Linked DNA regions of Sus scrofa: region 2 is linked to region 1. The links are chromatin contacts, called in public promoter capture Hi-C maps. All regions are on one chromosome and are shown on one strand. The core of a region is the stretch at or near the end of the contact, and the rest is flanking DNA. Distances in the headings are between cores, read along the strand shown.

What was found. Promoter capture Hi-C pulls out the DNA fragments that hold promoters and counts their contacts.
Region 2: a promoter capture Hi-C map of fetal skeletal muscle shows a contact between it and region 1, with 3 times the contacts expected there. The contact joins the promoter of CRELD2 here to the promoter of PLXNB2 in region 1. A contact is called at or near these places in 1 of 5 promoter capture datasets (fetal skeletal muscle), 3 of 47 Hi-C or Micro-C datasets (heart right ventricle, liver and retroperitoneal adipose tissue) and 1 of 2 datasets of contacts at active chromatin or transcription factors (alveolar macrophages).

Annotation. Positions count from the first base shown.
Region 1 is chr5:388,136-392,763 of Sscrofa11.1, forward strand. It overlaps PLXNB2 (plexin-B2), which reads left to right and starts at 2,212. Exons shown (of 38, transcript XM_021091289.1): 1 at 2,212-2,362. DENND6B (protein DENND6B) reads left to right here. Exons shown (of 20, transcript XM_021091320.1): 20 at 1-1,199.
Region 2 is chr5:715,209-719,759 of Sscrofa11.1, forward strand. CRELD2 (cysteine-rich with EGF-like domain protein 2) reads right to left here and starts at 1,558. Exons shown (of 10, transcript XM_003126783.6): 1 at 1,254-1,558; 2 at 850-932; 3 at 80-190. The coding sequence starts at 1,379. It overlaps ALG12 (dol-P-Man:Man(7)GlcNAc(2)-PP-Dol alpha-1,6-mannosyltransferase), which reads left to right and starts at 1,720. Exons shown (of 10, transcript XM_021091350.1): 1 at 1,720-1,876.

The sequences.
Region 1 (4,628 bases), core at 962-3,461:
GTAGCAGGGGTGAGGCCTTCGGGTAAGTTCCACCTTACCCAACCCTGACGCCTCGTCAAGGGGCAGGGCCCTGAAGGTGCCTACATGGGCATCACGGCTGCTTGAGCTGGTCCTGGCAGGGCCTTCCCTTGTCTGCTGAAGCCCCACAGTCCAGGCCCTCCCAAGTGGCGTCGTGTGGTGACGCCACCAGGGGACAGCAGGCGCTGGTCTCAGAGCTGCCAGCATTGACTTGTCTGGCCCTGACCACAGCCTCAGACAGCTGGCATGGCCCCGTCCTGCAGAAAACTGAGCACAGTCTGGTGCACGGCTGCAGTCTGACAGCAGCGTAGAGGCAGCAGAGAGAGAGAACCAGCTGGAGGCGGGGAGTGCGGAAGGGCCTTGGGGCCCCAAGCACCACTGTGGACAGCCTGTCTGGTCTGGGGAGTGGCCCAAGGGCCATGGCTGCCGGGCATGGGGGTGGCTTGGGACATCGTGACCCCACCCGAGAGCGGGGTGCCCCAGCCATCACTTCAGCGCAGAGCACGGTCACCTCCCTTCCCAAGTAGCCAAGGGCTGCATGGGGGACTTCAGCTGCCCTCCGTCCAGGAGGTCTCCGACTCCTGCGTGCCATCTGGAGGGCTCTGGCTGCGTCTGCGCAGCACCTCAGCGCGGGTTGTCTTCAAGAGGGACACCTGGCAGGGTGGGCAGTGCTGCGAGGGGCTGGGGGGGGCAGAATCTGAAGCCTTCCCTGGGTGCCTGGGCCGAGGAGGGCCCAGACAAGGTTTCCGGGCACAGTGCAGCCGGGGTGGGGGCTAGGTGTGGAGTCCTGCCAACTCCATCTCCCCAGAGACTCCTGCCTTCCCTGCCAGGATCAGGGCGGCTCTGGCTTGGCTGAGCCTCTGTCCCCCCACGGGGCTGGGGTCAGAGAGTGAGGAGGGCAGGGGGGGCAGGTGGGCAGAAGAGGCGGAGCCATCTCCTACCAGAGCCCCTGGGCAGCAGGGCCTGGAGGGGCTGCAACTCCTGGTCTGAGGCCGGGGTGTGAGGGTAGTGGTGTGCGTGGGCCCGGGGTGGGGGTGGGGTGGAGGGCGCCAGTGGGCGGCTGCAGGGACAGGAAGGACAGTCCTCACCCCCCAGCTTCCTGCACTCTATTTAAAGACTCTCTTTTAGGCTGGGATGGTGGCCTTCCCACATCTTTGGTATTAAAATGCCCTGTGACACAATGCTTGTCTTTTAATTTCCTTTTTTGACAAAAGTTGGCATCCCTGTCAGAACTTGGTTATTTGAGGGTCCCCTGTGATGAACGTGGGGTGGGTCTTGGTGTGATTTGCTTCAGGGCCGAAGGGGTGAAGGTTTGGCCGGCTGGGTGGGGGTGGGAGGGTAGCAGGAAGAACCGATGACGGGTGACCCACCATCTCCAGTGGCTTCATCTGGGTTGGAGGCTGAGATAGAGGAAATGGAGCATCTGCAGGGAGGGGAAGGGCTGGGTGGAGAGTGGGTCCCCAAAGATGGGAGGGGGCGTCCCGGTATGGAAGTAGAGGTTAGGGCTGGGGAAGGGTCCCACATCCTTCCTGGGTCCTCTGCTGGAGACTGTGGGTGGGGGGCAGTGGAGCCCCCCCCCTGCTCAAGTCTGAGGGGCTGGGGGCATCAGGACCAGGATGGGTAGGGGCTGGAGTGGCCGGACGGACGTGGGGCAAACTCTAGTCCAGAGCTGGAGCCCTGGGAGAGGCTCATCTCACCACCCACCTGCGAGCACCCGAGAGAGTAACTGGGTCCTGTGCACAGGTCCCCAAAGGCTCACTGGGGGGGGGGGTCCCAGGGAGTAGGAGAGCAGATGGAGGCCAAGGATGTACTTGAGGGGACACAGGGCAGGTGCCCTCTTCCCCTAGGAGGGTGGGAGGCAAGACCCAGCAGCTCCGAGCCCCCCCACAGGGCAAGGGCGTGGCCCGCCTGGCCTGTTCCCCAGTGTGAGGGAAGGGGTGCTGGTGGCCGGCCCCTCTCCGACAGAACTGCAAGGGTGCCTCGGGGACCTCGGTCTGGCCCCCGCTCTCCTCCAGTACCCAGACCGGGGCTCCCCTGGCGCCAACTTGGACCCGAACCAGGCCCGCGAACGCGCCGCGCCCACCGTGGCCAGCGGGCACCAGGGACGCGGGGGGCGCCCCGCCCGTGGGGCCCCTGCTCTCCCTCCGCCCTCCCCCCTCCGCTCTCCCCTCCCCCGCTCCTCCCCTCCCCTCCCCCGCTCCCCGCCGGGGGCGGGGCCGCTGCTCCCGCGCGCTCCGGCCCCTCCTCGGCCACACAAAGGCCCGTCTCCATGGCAGCCGCGCGGGCCGCAGCACAGCGCCGAGCGCGGCCCGGGCGCCATCGAGCCTCGGCGGCGGACGTGCAGGTACGGAGATGCGGTGCGGGGCCCGCGGGGCGGCCGGCTGGGGGGGCGGGTGGCCGGCCGCGCCGCTCCGCCCTGGCCTGGAGCGCTCGGGACGCAGGGGGACTCGGGCCGCTGCCGCCCGGCGGAGGGCGACTCGGGCCTCTGCCGCCGTCTGTGTGTCGGGCCGTCCGGGGCCGGGCCACTCCCGCCCCACGCTCTTCCAGGTGGCGGGCGAGGCCTGCGGAGCCCGAGACAGCGGGCCCGGCGCAGCCAGGGGGCCCCGGCCGGGCGCCGCGGCCCCTCCCGCCGCCCGCGTCCCTCTGGAGCCCCTCGGACCCCTTGGGGCTCCCAGAGCTCCCCCCCTGCTCACGCCCCCGCTCCTCTGGCCTCGGAGATCGGTGCAGGGGGCGGAGATGGTCTCCGTTGTGCCAGAGCTCCAGGCCTGCACCGCCTCCCCACCCCAGCTCTGGTTCCCCGGCGGCGGCCGAGGCGGAGCCGCGGCTTTCTCCCCGGGAAGCTGGGCAGTGGTCGGGCCTCAGCGCCCCGCACCCCCGGGGCCTTGTGAGGAGGGCGGCAGCCAGGACCGCCCTGGGAGCCCCTGGTCCGCACCTGGCAGGCTGCGAGGCGGGTGCGCAGTTCTGGGCTGGGACCGGGCGCAGCCCAGCGCTGGGCAGGTCCCGGGGGTCCCCGCCTGCTTCGCCGCGCAGCCTGCGCCCAGTTGCCAAGGTTTATTGGGGTGCGGTTTGGGTGGACACTCTGGGGCCCAGGAAGTCTCTGCCGGCCGCCTGGGCCCTGCCCCCTCAGGCTCGGGCCCTGCACCTCTGTGTGCCTCCTCCTGCAGGAAGCCCTCCCAGACGGACCCTTCCCACTCCTCTGCGCTCAGCTGTCTGGCAGATTTTGAGGGGAGTCCCTGAGCTCAAGAGCCTCAGCGCTTCCTGCCACGTCACTGGGCTCTTGCCAACAACTTGGAAAAAGAAGGAAGGGGTCTGGCTGGGCTCGGGGCCTGTGGTGGGGGTCAGGCCTGGGGGTGAGGCTCAGCCCCAAAGCTCGTGGAATGTTCTGGGGCTTGGGGACTCTCTGGGCCCATACCTGCCCTGGGGAGCTCCTCCTTCCAGGTCTAAGTTCAGCCCCAGTGCCCCCCTGGGGCAGAGGTGGGGCAGGACCTGTGGAGGTGGGAGAACAAGCCCAGGGGGCTGGGGGCTTTCGGCCTGACCCCGCGTCCAGATGGTATCCTGGCACAGAGGGGAGCATCTGAGGGTTGGACACCTGCGGGGGGTGCTGTGCTCTGAGGTGAGGGTCCCTAGGAGGGTCACCGTGGGCCTGGCCGGGCCCCTTGGGTATTTTTGGTGGTGTGTCAGCTTTGAGGAATTCCCGGAGGAGACTGAGCGCACGCAGATGGTCCCAGCCTCCCACCTCCTCCCTCCCCTTACCTATGGGGGGGCCACCTCCTTCTGAGGAAGGGGGGCTTGAGGTCTGGCTGGGGCTCCTTGCCCCCGGAGGGGAGGGAAGTTAGAGAAAAACAAGGGTTTGGAATGCAAGTCCCCCCCTCCCCCACCGGCCGCCTGCCAAGAAGGAATTATTTTGGATTATCCAGCCGTGTCCAGCCACCCAAGGGGGGAGGCCACAGCCCTGGGAGAGAGATCCGCTTCCGGGGCCGCGCAGAGAGCCTCCGAAGGGAGGGACAGGCAAGTCTGGGCAGCTCTGCCACCTCCGCGGCTGCTCAGACCGGTTGGGGGCAGGGTGGGGGCGATGCGTCACCCTTGGGCTGGAGAACCGCCAGAGGTCGCAGGCAGGCCCTGCTGGGAGGGCCTGGTGCGGGCCCGGGCCCCTCCAGGGGGCGGGGGGGGGCGAGGGTGCGGAGGGAGTCCTGAACCCTGTTCCCTGGGGCCCAGGGCAGCGGCCCAGCCAGGAGCCCCCTTCACCCCAGAGGCCTTAGCACCGTGGCCCCAGGGCCCTTTGAGGCTGCCCTCCAGGGCCCAGGTCATGGACACACCTTGGGCCGGTTACTCACACCGGTGCTTCCCTGGGGTGACGAGCGGGCAGGGCGGGATGGCTGCTTAGGGTGGGTGGGGCACTGGGCTCTCTCACTGGCTGCATCTCAGGCCACCCTCCTGCCTCTTGACTGACCCACAAACCAGCAGGCGACTGATGCACCACGGTTCTCCAAGCCCCTCCGACAGCCCAGCCCTTGTGCCCCCAAACCCCTCCCACGTTTAGATGTGGCACCTGTGAGCCCATCCCATGGCTGAGGAGCTCAAGGCCAGAGATGGGTCCCTTGGGTCCTTTC
Region 2 (4,551 bases), core at 308-2,807, 330 kb after region 1:
GCTCGGGCAACGCGTCGCCGGCTTTGCTACATCGGACAGCCTTTCCAAAGCTGTTTCCCAGAAGGAGGAGCGCACTCACAGCCGCAGCCACCAGGCCTCCAGGCGCTCCTCGTGCTCCTCCACCAGCTGGTTGCACTCGAAGTCGCTGCTCCCGCACAGGCCCTCCAGGATCTCCAGCAGGCGGACCTCGCTGCAACACGCACAGGCCGTCAGCACCGCAAGGCCAGGGCACAGCGCCCTCTACAGGGAGGTCCGGAGGCCAGGCCCGAGGGACCGTGGCGCTTCACTGAAAAAACCCTCAACAGAGACCCCAAATGGAGCTGGGGGCTGTCAGTGCCAGGCGGAGAATTAAAGGCGGAGGGCAGGGGTGGTCAGGGTGGCCCATCAGGTGTGGGGTCCAGCGGGGGAACCCCTGCCATGGGCAGGATGGGGCTGGAGCTGCGGTGGGGAGGGAGTGAGCTCCATCTGTTTTTTGGTTTTTGGTTTTCTTTAGGGCCACACCTGTGGCACATGGAGGTTCCCAGGCTCGGGGTCGAATCGGAGCTGCAGCTGCCGGCCTACGCCACAGCCACAGCAATACCAGATCCGAGCCACATCTGTGACCTACACCACAGCTCACAACAACACTGTATCCTTAACCCACTGAGCAAGACCAAGGTGTGAACCCACATCCTCCTGGCTACTAGGCGGGTTCTTAACCACTGACCCCCAGTGGGAACTCCCCACCTGTGTTTGGCACCGGCACCAGGTAAGGACAGGTGCCGGTGCCAAAGGGACTCTGTATCATCAGTGCTCCCGGGGACATGTCACCAAAGGCAGGCACTGGGCCGCTCAGAGCAGGGTGCCTACCTGAATTCATACTTGGACAGTGTCTTTTCCTCCCAAGCTGTGTTTCCACCTCCAAAGTTCTTATTTGCTGTGTCCACCATACCCTGCGGGGGAAAGGTGGCGCTGCTGCCTCACCCCTGTTCATGGCAGGGTCACCCCGGTTCCATAGCAGGGGTGACCCCAGATTCATGGTGGGGTGACCCAATCCATGGCAGGACAACCCTGGGTCCATGGTGTGGGGACCCTGGTTCATGGCGGGGGGTTGGGGGGTGTAACAGTACACAGCAGGGCAAATCTAGTCCATGGCGAGGTGACCCCAGGTCCACAGTGCGGCAACCTTGGGCCCATCGTGGGGTGATCCCCGAGTCCACGGAGGGGCGACCCAGGCCCACCCCCTGGCTCCATGTCCTCGCGGAGCGGCACACCTGGTTGAACTTGTCCACCAGCTCCCGGCAGCGCTTACAGGGCGTCGGCTTCTTGGTGGCCTCGCCGGGAGGCGGCGGCAGAAGCAGCAGCAGCAGCACCCCCAGCGACGGGACCGGAAGGCGCATGGCGGGCCAAGGCGGACAGCGCCACGGGAACGCGGCCGCGCGGGCACCGGCCGAGGTCCAGCAAGCACCCGCCGAGCGTTCCGACCCTCGGCCGCCCACCGGCTCAGCAGCGCCGGCGGTTCCCGGGCCTACTTGACGGCGCCGGCCGGGGCCCCGCCCTTCACCATCCCTCGCGCTGCTATTGGTTGGATGGCTCCGCCCCGTCCTCATGTGGCCCAATCCGAGCTCGCCACGGGAGGCCACCAATAGGAAGGGCCCGGGTCAGCGTGCCGCCGGGAGGGTTGGGCACAGGGGGCGGGGAGATCCGAGGCGGCTGGCTCACGCCCCGCCTGTGGCGGCCATCTTTACTCCGGGCAGGAAGGGCGCCCGCTGAGACGGCAGCTAGGCGTTGGTGGCCATGTTAGGTTCGGTCAAGGGCATCGGTTTCCGCTGCTCCACTTCCGGTCGAGGGCAGCTCTGGCGGCCGCGCTTCGAGGGACTGTGCTCTGGGCGGCGAGGTCAGCGCGCGCGGCTCTGGGGGCGGGCTGCGGGGGCTCCAGGCCGGCGCTGTGGCTGCGCTTCTCGGGCATCGCCGGGCTTGTCCACGCGGGAGGGCCGCCAGGCCTCCTCACCTGGGGCCTGATGACTGTCTTTGGGGGCCCAGGAACCTGCATTTTGCATTTCCCCACGCGCCCCGGGCATTTAGCACTGGAGCCCGTGGTTTGAATCCGGACTAAGATGAGCCCTATCCCGACTGTCATAGAACAAAAGATACAAAGTTTTCTCTGGCCTAATTTGCGCCAGATGGCTCGTTTCCGCCAGGGATTAATAATGTGAACATCTGATATGACCAGTTTCCCGCAGAGACCCTAGAACCCCATAGACAAGAGGGCCTCTGTGGGCTTGCCTAATCCGAGATGCCACTGTTCTACAATTTGCGCGTTGATGAGTTGTGGCTGGCTTGCTTGCTTGCTTGCTTTGTTTATGTTTTAGGGCTGCACCCGCGGCATATGGAGGCTCCCAGGCTAGGGGTCCATTCGGAGCTGCAGCTGCGGGCCTACACCACAGCCACAGCAATGCGGGATCCAAGCCACATCTATGACCTACACCACAGCTCACGGCCACGCCGGGTCCTTCACCCACTGAGCGAGGCCAGGGATGGAACCGCATCCTCATGGACCCTAGTCAGATTCGTTTCCACTGCGCCACAGCAGGAACTGCCTGTTATTGTCTTTTCTAATGAAAATGGAAGCTTAAGAGCTTTTACTGCACTTCCTTTTCAAGTCGTTGGAGCACCTGCTATGCTCTGGGCTCTGCTGACACCTGAGTGAATGGGGGCGGGGGTGCCCTCAGGATGAGAACCCCCGGGGGGACAGAGGGTCAGTGATGGGGAAAAACAAAAATCCTGCCGCCAAGGAGCTTACGTTTTAAAAAGAGGGAGACAGGAGTTCCCGTTGTGGCGCAGTGGTTAACGGATCCGACTAGAAACCATGAGGTTGCGGGTTCGATCCCTGGCCTCGCTCAGTGGATTAAGGATCTGGCATTGCCGTGAGCTGTGGTGTAGGTTGCAGACGCGGCTCAGATCCCGCGTGGCTGTGGCTGTGGGAGGCCGGCAGCTGTAGCTCCAATTTGACCCCTAGCCTGGGAACCTCCATATGCCGCAGGAGCGGCCCCAGAAAAGGCAAAAAGACAGAAAAATAAATAAATAAAAAATAAACATAAAAAGAGGGAGACAGGAGTTCCCTTCGTGGCTCAGCAGTAACAAACCCCACTTGTATCCATGAGGATGCGGGTGTGTTCCCTGGCCTCGCTCAGTGGGTTAAGGATCCGGCGTTGCCATGAGCTGTGGTGTAGGTGGCAGCTGTGGCTTGGCTCTGGCGTTGCTGTGGCTGTGGTGTAGGCCAGTGACTACAGCTCCGATTAGACCCCTAGCTTGGGAACTTCCACATGCTGTGGGTATGGCCCTAAAAAGCAAAAATAAAATAAAGTAAAAAAATTAAGAGCAGGAGACAGTGACGCAGTATGGTCTGTCCCTCCAGTGGTGTTTGCATTTGCTGCTCTTGAAGGACTGACTGCGCAGCATGTTGGTGATTCTTAATTATTAAAGCCGTTTTGACCCCTTCCTTCCACCGCCTCCCCACCAGCACCACCGCCACGTCAGACTGGATCCGGTTTCTTCTAATCTGCAGATTTGCCCTCGCTTAGGGCCTCTGTACCTGCTACCTTTGGAGATTAAGATTTCATAAATCTTCCTCAAACCAAAAAGCACTTTTAACAACCAGTATGCACCTCCTTTTGCTTCTGGCCCTCCTGGGTTTTTTTGCTGCCTTTTATTTCGGCACCCCTACGTGTAACTAAATCCCCCAAACCTGCCCCTCTCAGGCAGCAAACCCAGCAAAACCCCCACTAAAATCCCCCGTCAAGCAAACCCACCTCGTGGAACGGTTAATGGGGGCCGCCCTGGCCTAAAGGGACGGCACGTAAGGGACAGCCGCTGCTGAGATGAGTCGCTCAGACTTCTCAGGCTGGGGAAGACATAGCCGTGCCTTTTTGTCCTGAAATAGCGTTGATTTACAGTGTGTGTTAGTTTCTGCTGTCTGCAGAGCGACTGAGTTATACACACGCAGACGGGTTCTGTTTTTCAGCTTCTTTTCCGTTATGGTTTATTACAGGATATTGACTATGTTTCCTGTGCTGCACTGTAGGACCTTGTGTCTCATGCTTTTTACATATGACAGTGTGTATGTGTTAGTCCCAGACACTCTCCCCCGCTTTCCCCTTGGGTACCCGAACGTTTCTTTCCTCCCGCTGGGAGTCTGTTTCTGTTTTGTTAATACCTCCATCTGTGTCATTTTTTTAGCTTCTGCGTATAAGTGCTGTCCTGTGATGTTTGTCTCTCACTGACCTCACTTATGTGATAATCTCTGGGCCCAGCCATGTCGCTGTCAGTGGCATCATTTCATTCGAGGAGGATTCCGTGGTGTATACCCTGACGGGTAGCATGTCCACACACACACACACACACACACACACACACCTTGTCCACTCCTCTGTCGATGAACATTTGGGGTGTTTCCATGTCTTAGCGATTTGTAAACAGCGCCGGCTGTGAACATTGGGGTGCATCTTTTTGAATTTAGTTTTCTGGGTGATTGTTGGATCGTAGGGTAGTGTTTTTATTTACTTATTTCCT